Linked DNA regions of Mus musculus: region 2 is linked to region 1. Evidence: chromatin contacts called from public HiChIP or PLAC-seq data. All regions are on one chromosome and are shown on one strand. The core of a region is the stretch at or near the end of the contact, and the rest is flanking DNA. Distances in the headings are between cores, read along the strand shown. Region 1 has its middle 16 kb from the start of Gm52123. Region 2 has its middle 55 kb from the start of Gm24981.

Evidence for each region. HiChIP or PLAC-seq counts read pairs in DNA pulled down with a chosen protein or histone mark.
Region 2: an HNF4G HiChIP or PLAC-seq map of pancreatic cancer cells shows a contact between it and region 1. The contact joins two enhancer-like sites. A contact is called at or near these places in 1 of 484 Hi-C or Micro-C datasets (cortical neurons) and 2 of 115 datasets of contacts at active chromatin or transcription factors (embryonic basal ganglia and pancreatic cancer cells).

The regions. Positions count from the first base shown.
Region 1 is chr14:67,098,708-67,104,452 of GRCm38.p6, forward strand. No RefSeq gene overlaps it. Among named protein-coding and RNA genes, the nearest start is that of Gm52123, 16 kb to the left of the region's middle. Within about 2 kb of position 2,129, at least 69 of the 459 cell types and tissues checked have an H3K27ac peak or open chromatin away from gene starts, as enhancers often do. A contact at or near this core is called in pancreatic cancer cells, where this site is marked.
Region 2 is chr14:67,619,118-67,624,862 of GRCm38.p6, forward strand. No RefSeq gene overlaps it. Among named protein-coding and RNA genes, the nearest start is that of Gm24981, 55 kb to the left of the region's middle. Within about 2 kb of position 2,539, at least 28 of the 459 cell types and tissues checked have an H3K27ac peak or open chromatin away from gene starts, as enhancers often do. A contact at or near this core is called in pancreatic cancer cells, where this site is marked.

The sequences.
Region 1 (5,745 bases), core at 879-3,378:
CTAATACTGAAAGAAACAGCAATGAACAGAGAGAGAAAGGGAAAAGAAAAATAAAATCTGTGTTTTTCCATGTATGCCAAGTTACCTTAAACTAGTTAAAATAATATGAGTAGGAAAATGAGGGCCCATTATAATATTTTGCTAATGCCTGAAAATTTTCACAATATTTTAAAAACCTGGATTTTATTTATTTATTTATTTATTTTTAAACCAATGCCCTATTGGTACCTTAATTATAAAAATCTCATGAGTACTTTGTTATGCTAAAGATTAATAGTATGTGCCTAAAATTATTTTGAAAATCAAACTGTACATTAAACAAGATTTTCAATGAATTTAGTTTGAGGCTTTTACATTTTATTTTTTCATGCTAGGGACTGAACTCAGGGTCTCATACACAATAGACAAGGTTTTACTACTGGGAGACACCACCATTGTTCTTATTTTAATCTTTTTGTCACATTAATATTTAGTTATTCAGTATATATATACTTTATATATATTTATAATATATATTTTGACATAAATATATATTTATAATTTAAATTGTGTGTATATCTGCCGGTATATGTGCACATGCGTGTACGTGTGCGTGTGCGTGTGCGTGTGTGTGTGTGTGTGTGTGTGTGTGTGTGTGTGTGTGTGTATGCATACACATATATGCATGCACCCACTGTGGAGGTCAGAGGATGACTTACAGAAGTCAGTCCTCTCCTTCTGCCAGGTGGGTCCCAGGCTCTAGTCAGCTTGTCAGGTTTGGCATTGGTGTCCTGACTCCCTGGGTCACCCTTGTGGACTTCTTGTTTTATCTTATCTTTCATTTCTTAGATGTTGCCGCGTAACTCGGGCTGCCTTTGAACTTGCTGACACTATGTAGCCCAGGCTGCTCTCACACCCTCTATCCTTCTGCCACCTCACCTCCTAGGTGCTGAGAGTGCCAGTGTGTATAACCACAGGCTTCTGTCTTGCCACCGCAAGGCTGGAATGGAGGAGGGCTTTCAAAAGGTAAATGAAGCAGAAGGAGTTAATTTACATGGGAGGAAAGGTTTGAATAGCAAAGCAGAAGCTCTGAAATGCTCAGTTACGGTGACAAACAAGTTACGGTTGACAAACAAAGGGCCCGGTGAGATAGCTCAGTAGGTAAAGGTGCTTTGCTGCTGTGCCTCATGACTTGAGGTCAATCCCGGGTAATCACATAGTGGATGGAAAGAATGGGTCCTCTTCAAGATCTTTGGAAATGTTCATTTCAGCCTTTGTAGGCAAAGTTTTATATTCTACACACAATTCAAGGTTCCTTTCTGGGAATTATAGAGGCTCGTTTCACATACATACTAACAGAAATTTGGGGGAAAATATTGCCTAAAAGCCTCACCTCCTTTAATATTTGTTTTCTCCCCACCCCCACCCCCACTTTAAGATGGGGGCTTTATGTAGCACAGGCTGGCCTCAGGATCACTATTTAGTTGAAGCTGGACATGAACTTCTGATCTTCCTGCTTCAACATCCTGTGTGCTGGGGGTTACAGGCATGTGTAGTCGCTCCCAGCTGGCATAGTTACATGTTTTTGAGGGTTTTTTTTTTGCTTCCCCTGTCATTGCTGGTATTCTGGGATTTCTCCTCCAGAAAGGCTTTTGTGACTCATGTCATTTTACTTCACACTGTTCCTGTGAAATCATGCAGCTAAAATAAATACCGAAGCTGGGAATGGTGGTGCATGCTGACAGTCGCAGCAGTCCGGAGGGAGAAGGAGCAGATCAGAAGTTCAAGGTCATTTTTAGCTCCATTGTAAGTTTGAGACCAGCCTGGGATACATGAGACCCTATTGACAAAACCCAAAAATAGAGGCTGGAGAGGTTGCTGGAGAGGTAAAGACACTGGGCACTGGGCCTGACTACCTGGAGTCAGTGTTGGTTTGATGCTTCAATCCTTGAGTTCACTCCTGCAGCAACAAAAATCTCAGTGGGACCCTCCAGTAGGCTGGCCAAGTCTGTCTGGGCTCTCATGGCATTATATTCCATGGCCACAGTGTTCAGGCCCTGGGCTTCCTCTTGATTCTCGGGTTGGTACAAGATCATAGGAGGACTGTCTGTGTAGTTAATGGACCCAGGGCCCTTAGGCTCAGGGCAGTGGCATCATCTCTGTGAGTAAAGACACAGTCATGTCCTTGGCTCTTCCCCAAATGTCCTTCTATTCACTCCCTCCAGAAGGAACCAAGGATAAACGATGCTCTTTCCAGAGAATTCTCTAATTTTTCTCAGTCTGAATGGTAATTCTCTGAGGAGATTAGGCCAGAGGTCTTGGAGAGAGAGAGAGAGAGAGAGAGAGAGAGAGAGAGAGAGAGAGAGCATGAGAGCCTTTACACCCTTGCATGGAGGGGGAGGGGCAGCCCAGAGCTTGAATTCTAGCCTGGCTCACATTCTGGCCTGAACCCTTTCTCGCTGACACCCTGGTGCAGGACGTGCTGGACACACCGTAGACATTTACTGGCCAGTTGTGAAGAAAGCAGCATGTTTTCCCATGTGGCCTTGGACAGCCCAGCTGACCTTGCCAGGCTTCTATTTCCTTTGCTGTGGAAAGAAGGAACGAAAGACCGGGCCTGCGCAGGCTCTATTTTTCCTCTCAGCTTGAGCATTCTTTGGTTTGAGAAGGAACTTTCTAAATTTAACTGTTATCACTTCTATGTCAGCGTGTTCTGGATAGGGATAAATTCCAAGAGAACAGCCTTATAAATTTGTCTTTCCCAGAGAAATAAGACTTTTGTTTTCTCAGGGTAGCATTTAAGAGGCCAGAGCTGGGGAGGGAAGTCACCGAGTCATAGAGATTGCTCATTGCCTAGAATTAGTCTACACTTGATTGCCTGTCACAGCCTCAGGTACCTGTGACATTAGGAATATCTTGGTGAGGAGGACAGAAAAAAAAAAAAAAAAAAAAAAAAGCACTGGAAAAAAACCAACCCAAAATAAAACCTGGGGCTGCTGACGTGGTTGAGCAGGTAAAGGCACACGCTGCCAAGTCTGATGACCAGAGGTCAAAACCTAAGAGGACCTACATGGTAAAAGGAGTGACCTGACTCTTGCAAGCTGTCTTCTGGCCTCTACGCACATGCTGGGACATTCAAGTCCATACAGAATTTTGATCACTTGGGGGCATAAAAGGCAAAACTTCAACCCCAAAGGAAATCTGTGGTGATAGGCACTTTTCCGTCTCTGATACGTCTGATTGTTCTTTGCAGTGCCAGGGTTCCTGGTAACTGCTTGTTTACCTCTGCCTTCCAGGAGAATACCATGATCACGTTTTTACAGGAGGAGGGTGTTCTCAGTAGGGGTGGGGCTGGGGCAAAATTAAAATATCAAAGTAGTAAGATTGTTCTCATGCCCAGAAAGTGTATGCTGCTCATGACCGCTAAGAAAGGTCTAGGCATCCCGGTGGTGGTGGCGCACGCCTTTAATCCCAGCACTTGGGAGGCAGAGGCAGGCGGATTTCTGAGTTTGAGGCCAGCCTGGTCTACAGAGTGAGTTCCAGGACAGCCAGGGCTATACAGAGAAACCCAGTCTTGGGGGGGGGGGGGGGGGAAGAAAGGTCCAGGCAGCCAGGAGTGAACTTTAGGCACCTGGGAGTCCTGGTTTAAGCAGATTCTCTTTCCTGCTGACACACAAGTAGAACCAATTTTAAGATACTCGGTACTTACAAATACATAGATATTGCACCGGGAACAAGGACAGATGATAAGGAGATAATTATATATTTATTATATCTTTTTAATCTGCCTTTTCTTTTCTGAGATAGAGACGGATGCAGTATGGTGGTGTATGATTTTAATTAATCCCAGTGTTTGGGAGGCAAAAGCAGGTAGATCTCTATGAACTGGACAGGTTGGTCTGCATAGGGAGTTCCAGGCCAACCAGATCTGTATAGGGAGACTTTGTCTCAAAAAATAAATTAAAAAAATAAAACTTTTGAAAATACTATTGTGGTGTGCTTGCAAGATGGCTCAGTGGGTAGAGGTGTGTGCTGCCAGGCCCGAACATCTGAGTTCTGTGTGGGAAGACCCACAAGGTGCCAGAAGTGAACAGACCCTTGCAAGTTGTCCTCTGGTCCCCCTACACGGCCACACACACACACACACACACACACCAAGCCAATGCAAAAGTAAAAGTTACCAAAAGAAGAAAGTGTGTTATAGCTTAGGCAGCACAGTAGCAGTTGGTCTGTTTTGATATGGACAAGCTTGTTTGCATATTTGACTTCTAATCTTACTTTAGGAGGTCTGAAAATGGCTATTTCTAAAAGTTTGTGTGTTCTTTTTAGATTTTTAGTAGCTGTAGTAGTTTGACCAGTAGTGTTAGTTGAACATGACGTGGAACACCTGTGATTCCCAGCGCTTTCCAGACAGAGGCAGGAAGATTGCCCATGAGCCAAGGACAGTCGGCTTTACTTGGTGAGTTCCTGGCCAGCCAGGCCTACATAGTGGGACCTTGTCCCCCTGTCCCTCAAGGGACACAGTGAGAGGTGAATAGAAAAATCTCAGGATTCAAAAGATAAAAATCAGGGTTGGAGGTGTAGCTCAGTGGGTGGCATGCTTCCCTAGGGTGCTGGAAGCCCTGGGTTCCTTCCCCAGCACAGCATAAACTGGGTATGGTAGCATACAAAGGCTCAAGATGAGGGCCGGGTGGTGGTGGCGCATGCCTTTAATCCCAGCACTTGGGAGGCAGAGGCAGGCGGATTTCTGAGTTCGAGGCTAGCCTGGTCTACAAAGTGAGTTCCAGGACAGCCAGGGCTATACAGAGAAACCCTGTCTTGAAAAACCAAACCAAACCAAAAAAAAAAAAAAAAAAAAGGCTCATTGACTCGATAGCTACCCTAGGATACAGGAGACCCAGCTCAAACCAAAAAACAAACAAACAAAAATGGCTAGTGAGATATTGCAGTGGGTAAAGATGCTGGCTGCCAAGCCTGAAAATCCAAGTTTTATCTCCAGAACCTACTTGGCTGAAAAAATAAAATTGATTCCCACAAGTCGTCCTCTGACCTCCACACTTGTGCTGTGGCAGCACACACACATACACACACACACACACACACACACACACACACACACACACACACACACACAATACCTCATGTTAAAAATTAAGTAAAGCTAAGGGTAGCTTTTCAAACATAGGCCCTTATGTTTGAATACTTGGTGCCATGTTGGTGGATCCCTTTGGGAAGCACTAGTCCTTCTTGAAAGATTTTGTCACTAGGGTGGGCTGTGAGATTTTAAAAGCCCATGCTTATTGCAGTTAGTTCTTTTTATGTCTCTGCCTTGTGGTTGTATCTCAGATACTGCTCCAGCCCCATGCCTGCCTTCTGCCATGATCCACACACACTCCCATCACCATGATGGGCATGGACTTACCCTCTGAGACTGCTAAGCCTCCAACAAACTCTTTTATGAGTTGCCTTGACATGGTGTCTTATCATGGCAACTAAAAGTAGCTAAGACAGGGAGAGACCCATTTCTGTAATTCTAACACTTGGGAGACAAAGATATGTTGAGACCAGCCTGGGCTACATGGTGAGACTTCATCCACCTGTCCCTGCAAATATATATATATTTGCTTTGTATGTATGTATAATATATATATGTATGTATGTAAAGTAAAAAAAGGAAAAAACAATAACAACAAGAAACTAGAACACTTAGGTTGGGGGGGGGGCAAAGATCTTACAAGACAGCAAACCAATCAGATCAATTTTGTG
Region 2 (5,745 bases), core at 1,289-3,788, 520 kb after region 1:
AAATATACAAGCAGTTTCTTATTTAATCCAAAGATAGCCCTGAATTCTGTCTTCTCTCCTGAGAAGTTCCCTCTCTTGTCTTTTCAATATGCTCTTGGCCCCGAAGTATCTTCTTTTGTTTGGCTTGTTATATAAGGTTATGTAAATACGAACTGATACTACTTGATTCAATTCAAAAGACATCCCCAGAGAAGTCCACTCCTCAGTTCTGACTTCTTTGGACCTCCCAGTTGTATCTTCTGAAGTCTCCCACTGCAGTATTCAGGGTCTTTGTCTTTCTTCCTCCTGGTTCTGCCAGGACTGCTTCCTAGGCCAGACAGGCTCTGCGCTGGCCTGGACCCCTCTGTAGAGCCTCGGGCCACAGGCGTGAACAGTCATCAGCTGATCCTGGGTGAAGTGGTTTTGGAATCCTGTACAGCCCTGCTCCAACTCTCAGCTAGGCAGAGACGAGAGGAGGTGTTTGGGGATTTCTAAGTCCTCAAAGAGACTTCCCGGGCTACATATCCATCAGCCACAAGGATTTCCTCTCAAGGGTCAGCCCAAGGACCTCTGAACTTACCAATGGTTATCATCTAGCTCTGCCCGTGCCCTGCACTCAACTAGGGATTGAGGGTACTCAAGCAGGGAGCCAAGCAGATGGCCCTGGACCTGAGGTTCTGGGCTTCTAGCCAGGGTGGGTGACCTTCATCGTGACTTTCTGTCATCTTCCAGCCCCACCCTTCTTTCTCCTCTTCTTTCTGGTCTCCTTGTTCCCCCGAGTTCTCTTTCCCCTTCTCTCCCTCATGCCAGGCAAGTTTGCAACAGGCTGCTCTTTGCACAGTGAACTCAAAGGGCACTCTTGGCTCTTCTGGTAGCATTATGGCTACGACAGAAGTCCCGTTTCCTGGTCTCTCTTCTTTGCTCCATATCTCCTCACCAATCGTTTGAACTTTTAAACAGTGTCAACTGCTGAGTCCTGGAGAGCACCAGCTTTCCCAGGCTATGGTGTTGAGTGGATATGGCAGGTTTCTTCTCCCATTGTGTGGAAAGCCACGTGAGCACCGCTGTTCCTCCCTTCCACTGCCCAGCCCCATCAACATCATGCTCTCCTCTGGTTGCTCAGACCAGTCAGTGACTTGCTCCGAGTGGGAGACTCAGCATGAAATCTGACCAAAGCCAAGTCTTACTGTTGCCTTCAATTTCATACCCAGCTAGTGCAGCTACTGAGGGTGGGGGTGGGGTATTTTCAAAGCAATACATATCATTAAAAGAAAGAAGAGGAAATTTGGCTTTGTGGTTTTCTTGGGAAACACAATACAGTGCTGTCATCCTTTGGTATCCACAGAAACTGATCCCTGGACACCCAAACACCCAAATCTGTTGATGCTGAAATTCCTCTATAAAATGGTGTAGCATCTGTGCATCACCTCTGTGCAACCTTCATGTAGAGTAACGCATCTCCAGATTATTTCTAACACCTACCAACACAATGGAAATGTTATGCAAGTAGCTATGGTCCCATGCTCTTTAGGCAAAGATGACAAGGTAAAAAAAAAATCTGTATGTGTTGAGCATATATACAGATTTTTTTTAATAGTCCCAATCTTCTGCTGGCTGGATATGAGGATGTGGAACCTATGAATTCAATGCACCAGTCATATGTGTCAAGCTCATTGTCCTGATAAATAAATTAAAAAAATACAAGCATGTTGAATATGAAACATAGGCTAACTTTGCAAAAGGAGAACTGAGGCAAGAATCAGTTCTTCTTGGGCAAAATTCTTAGTATTGTTCCACTAGAAAGATTCATTCCCCTTCAGCAAGAGGGAAAGATATTCCAACTACAGAGACCAAGGCATAGATAGCTCTCTGTTGCCATCCAGTGGGGCAGAGCTGTAAGTTAGCAAGATTCTTGGCTGAGCCGATCCAGTGCATAGAATCCCAATTTGCATAAAATCATGCTATCTCCTCCAAAGAATGAGTAAAGCTTCCAGAATGCACCACCTCCAGCCCTCCCACCTCCCTCATTAGCTGCTTTTGTTTGTCTTTGAGATAAAGGGATCTTGGCTGGCCTCTCCTTGTTGACTGAAAAATTCAGTGCTCAAAAAGAACAGCTTTTGTGGTACTTGGGCCAAACCTACAGTTCCCTAATTGGTTTAAAAGATGGGAAAACAGGGTGTGGAGAGAATAAATGTGAACCAGAGAAACAGAGAGAGAGTACACAGTGCTGGCGGGTAAGTGCCAAGTGGTAAATAAGTCCTTTTTATAGACTCATTTGGCCTCGGCTCTGCAAAGGCTTCCGTAATTGAGGGAGGAAGCAGACTTAAGGGCAGTCTTGAGTGACAGTCAATTCTTTCTAAGATCTGTGGCTGATTTGTAAAGAGATAACAGGGGCTCTCCTGTGTCCTTGAAGTCTAAGGGTTAGTTAACAGGAGGAAGCATTTAGATCCAATTATCCTGGAATTTTCCTTAAGAACACACTGGGCTTTCATTCAATGGGCTCGTGTCTGGGTTTCTTGCTCTGATCAACCCAAACAAGGCCAGTGGTCAGGTTGGTCACCAGTGGTCAGATGTCAATGACACAGACCACATGGCACTGTGGTGAGTCTAGGACACACTACAGGCAGCTTCAGACTGTGAAGCCCTGATGGGCTGATTGTATGGGAGTCCACAGGCATCCAGGTCAAGTATCTCTAAAACTGAGGTTTGCCTGCCCCGGAAAGTTAAATGGACTATCAGATGTCTCAGATGTCAAAACTGAACATATCAGAATGCCAATAAGCTAACCTGTGCTGTCTGGACATCTTGCAAACTCTGTCCTCTGTACAGCCCCTCGGGTAACACAGCATGTGTGTGTTCCTTCTGCGTGAACTGGCTGCTCTCTGACTCAGAAGAAAAGCCACAGCAAAACCTGGGAAGAGAAGCCACCCTCCACAAGCAAACAGACGCCCCCTCTCTCAGCACAAGCCCGAGTCCATTTGCAACAATCAGGAAAGCTATGACAAGAGTGGAGATTGCATTACATCTGCAACCACAATCGTATATATTACACATCTTGGGTGCTTTCTTATTTCACTTATCACTTAGTGATAAAGATGACTAACAGATATTAAAGTTATTAGTTTGTAATTCATCTTCATTGTTTTTTAACTCAACTTTTTCTCTTTTGGGCTCTGCATCAGTGTATTTGAGGAGTATCCAGAGATTGCATGATGAGCTATTTATTTTAAATCATTACCATTTGCAAATGCTTATCTGTAGAAATCAGAATGTGCTCAGTTCTCTTCTGCTAGGGCAAAACATAAAACTGGGTGAGGTGGTGCACTCGTCTAATCCCGGGGCTTGGGAGGGGAGGATCAGGGGTTGGAAGTCATCCTCCACTCCAAAGCAGGTTCAAGGCCAGCCTAGGTTACACAGGTCCCTGTTTCAAAAACTGAAAGACGGTCCTACACTAATAAATCCAGAATAAATATCATATATTTATCATATATAATGATAGTGATGTCATATATAAGATATTGATATTGTATCATCTATATATGATATTATATATATGGTTACTATTATCATATCATGGTATTTATAGTATATATAATATATCACATACTATGTGATATATTACATATTGTATTATATATATCATATATATGATATATATGATATAATATACATGTATATATAATATTATAACCATAAATGTTTAACACTGGATTTTAAAAAACATAATAGTGGTCTTCTATTGACTAAAAAGGCAAATGAGCATAATTTTTGTAGGTTATCATGGACTAAAATATGTCTCTCCAAAGCTTGAGCTCTCAGTAACTCATAACCTAATTACATTGAGTGAGAAAAGGTGGGCTAAAATTGAAAAAAGGCTGGAGGAACCTGGTCCCACTTGAGTGGTATCCTTCTTAAAAAAACCATGAGGACACAGACATGATGGCCACATGAAGACCAGGAAGGGAAGGTGACCACCTACAAGCCAAATCCTAAGGCCGCCAAAGAAAACAGCCCCGCTGGCAGCAGCCTGGTATCAGACTCACAGCCTCCAGAACACACGAACACAAACATCATCAGTGGAAGACGCCCAGCGTGTGGTGTTTGGTTATTACATCCTGAGAAACTGAATCCAGAGTCCAGATCAGTTAGATCTGAAATTTCCCACCGTACCACATCCTGCCTTCCCAGCCTTAGCTTTCTGTTGTATTTTGATTTTAGTAGCTTATCAAGATATTAATTCACACAGCACAAAATTTGCTTGCTGTGGGCGTATAGTTTAATGATTTCAGTATATCTGCAGAGCATTGTACAATCCTGACCACAATACCACCTAATCTTGAAGTGGACACTTAAGGCCTCCAGGCCTCAGCTTGTCGTCTATGAAATGGGGCTGATACCTTCCACGTGCATTTGTTTAGATGGTTGAAGGATGTAGCAGAAGTCACATGTGTCTGTGTCTTTCTTTCTTTATCATTCTTCGGGCTCGGAGTCCTTTGAGGCTAATGCTAAGTCTCAAATCTTTAATGAATGTAATGATTGGCTCTCCAGTCAAGGCTCCAGTCTTTGCAAAACTTGACATACACACCCACCCCTGCACCACCCCCACCCCATGGCCCCTTCCTTCCTACTTTCTGCTCCATTCCTGAGGTTTCAGCTTCGGCTTTGGATCCCCACCTGACGTTTTTCCTACGTAGCAGATGGCTGGCATGATCCAGCTTCCTAGCATGCTTGTCCTATGTAATCCCCACCCTCTTGAATGTGCTGGCTGCACCTAGTGACTCCCTTCTAATACATGGAATCCAGGAGAAGTGACCAGATGCCATTGCTGAGATTAGGTGACAGGAGACCAGTGGCTTTCCTGCTCACTTATTCGCTCTGAGGGAAGCCAGCTGCCACATTAGGTCCTGTCCTCAAGAGAGCCAAGCAGCAAGGCTTCTCAACAGCAGCAGCTTGGGTGAGCTTGGTCACAGGAACCTCCCCAGTGGACCACAGACATACACCTCAATTGGAGCCAGCTTGAGACTCAAGCCAGAGGCCACAGTTAAGCTATCTGTGGACTGTTGAGTCCTAGACTGTGAGTCACGGGCTGCTGAGTAGAGATTTGTTACACAGCAATAGATAACCTGCACCTACCCCACAGTCTAGAATAAAAAGAACTGAAGCCAGACTGGCCAGTCCTTGCACAGTTCAGAGCCCAGCACCTTGTCAATGGTCGAGAAACTCCCCAAACCTAGCCTGTGAGAATTTCCTACCATTTTTGTCTCCTTAGAAGGGCTTACTACCTTCCAGACCCTGGAATTCAGTTCAGGCTACATCATGACCTCAGCTCTTTGAAGGCCCAGATGAGTCACGATTCTGGGGATGACCCCAATTTTGCACAGCATTACCATAAAGGCAGTGTTCTCTTATGGGTTTCTGACTCTTAAATGGAAATGAAACTTTGGACTAGGTTTGTACTCTCCTCTGTGTGTGTGTGTGTGTGTGTGTGTGTGTGTGTGTGTGTGTGTGTACATTCATGGGGGTATAACTCTGCATTTGAGTGAGTGCAGCCAGATTTTGACATTGTGTATCTTCCTCAGTGTGTGTGTGTGTGTGTACACTTGTGGGTGTGTAGCTCTGTATTTGAGTGCGTTCATCAGATTTTGGCATTGTGTGTCTTCTTCAATCCCTCTCTGTATTAGTTTCGAGACAGTGCCTCTCACTGAATCTGGAGCTCATCCATCTGTCTAGACTGACTGGCCAGTGAGCGCAGAGATCCCCCTTCCT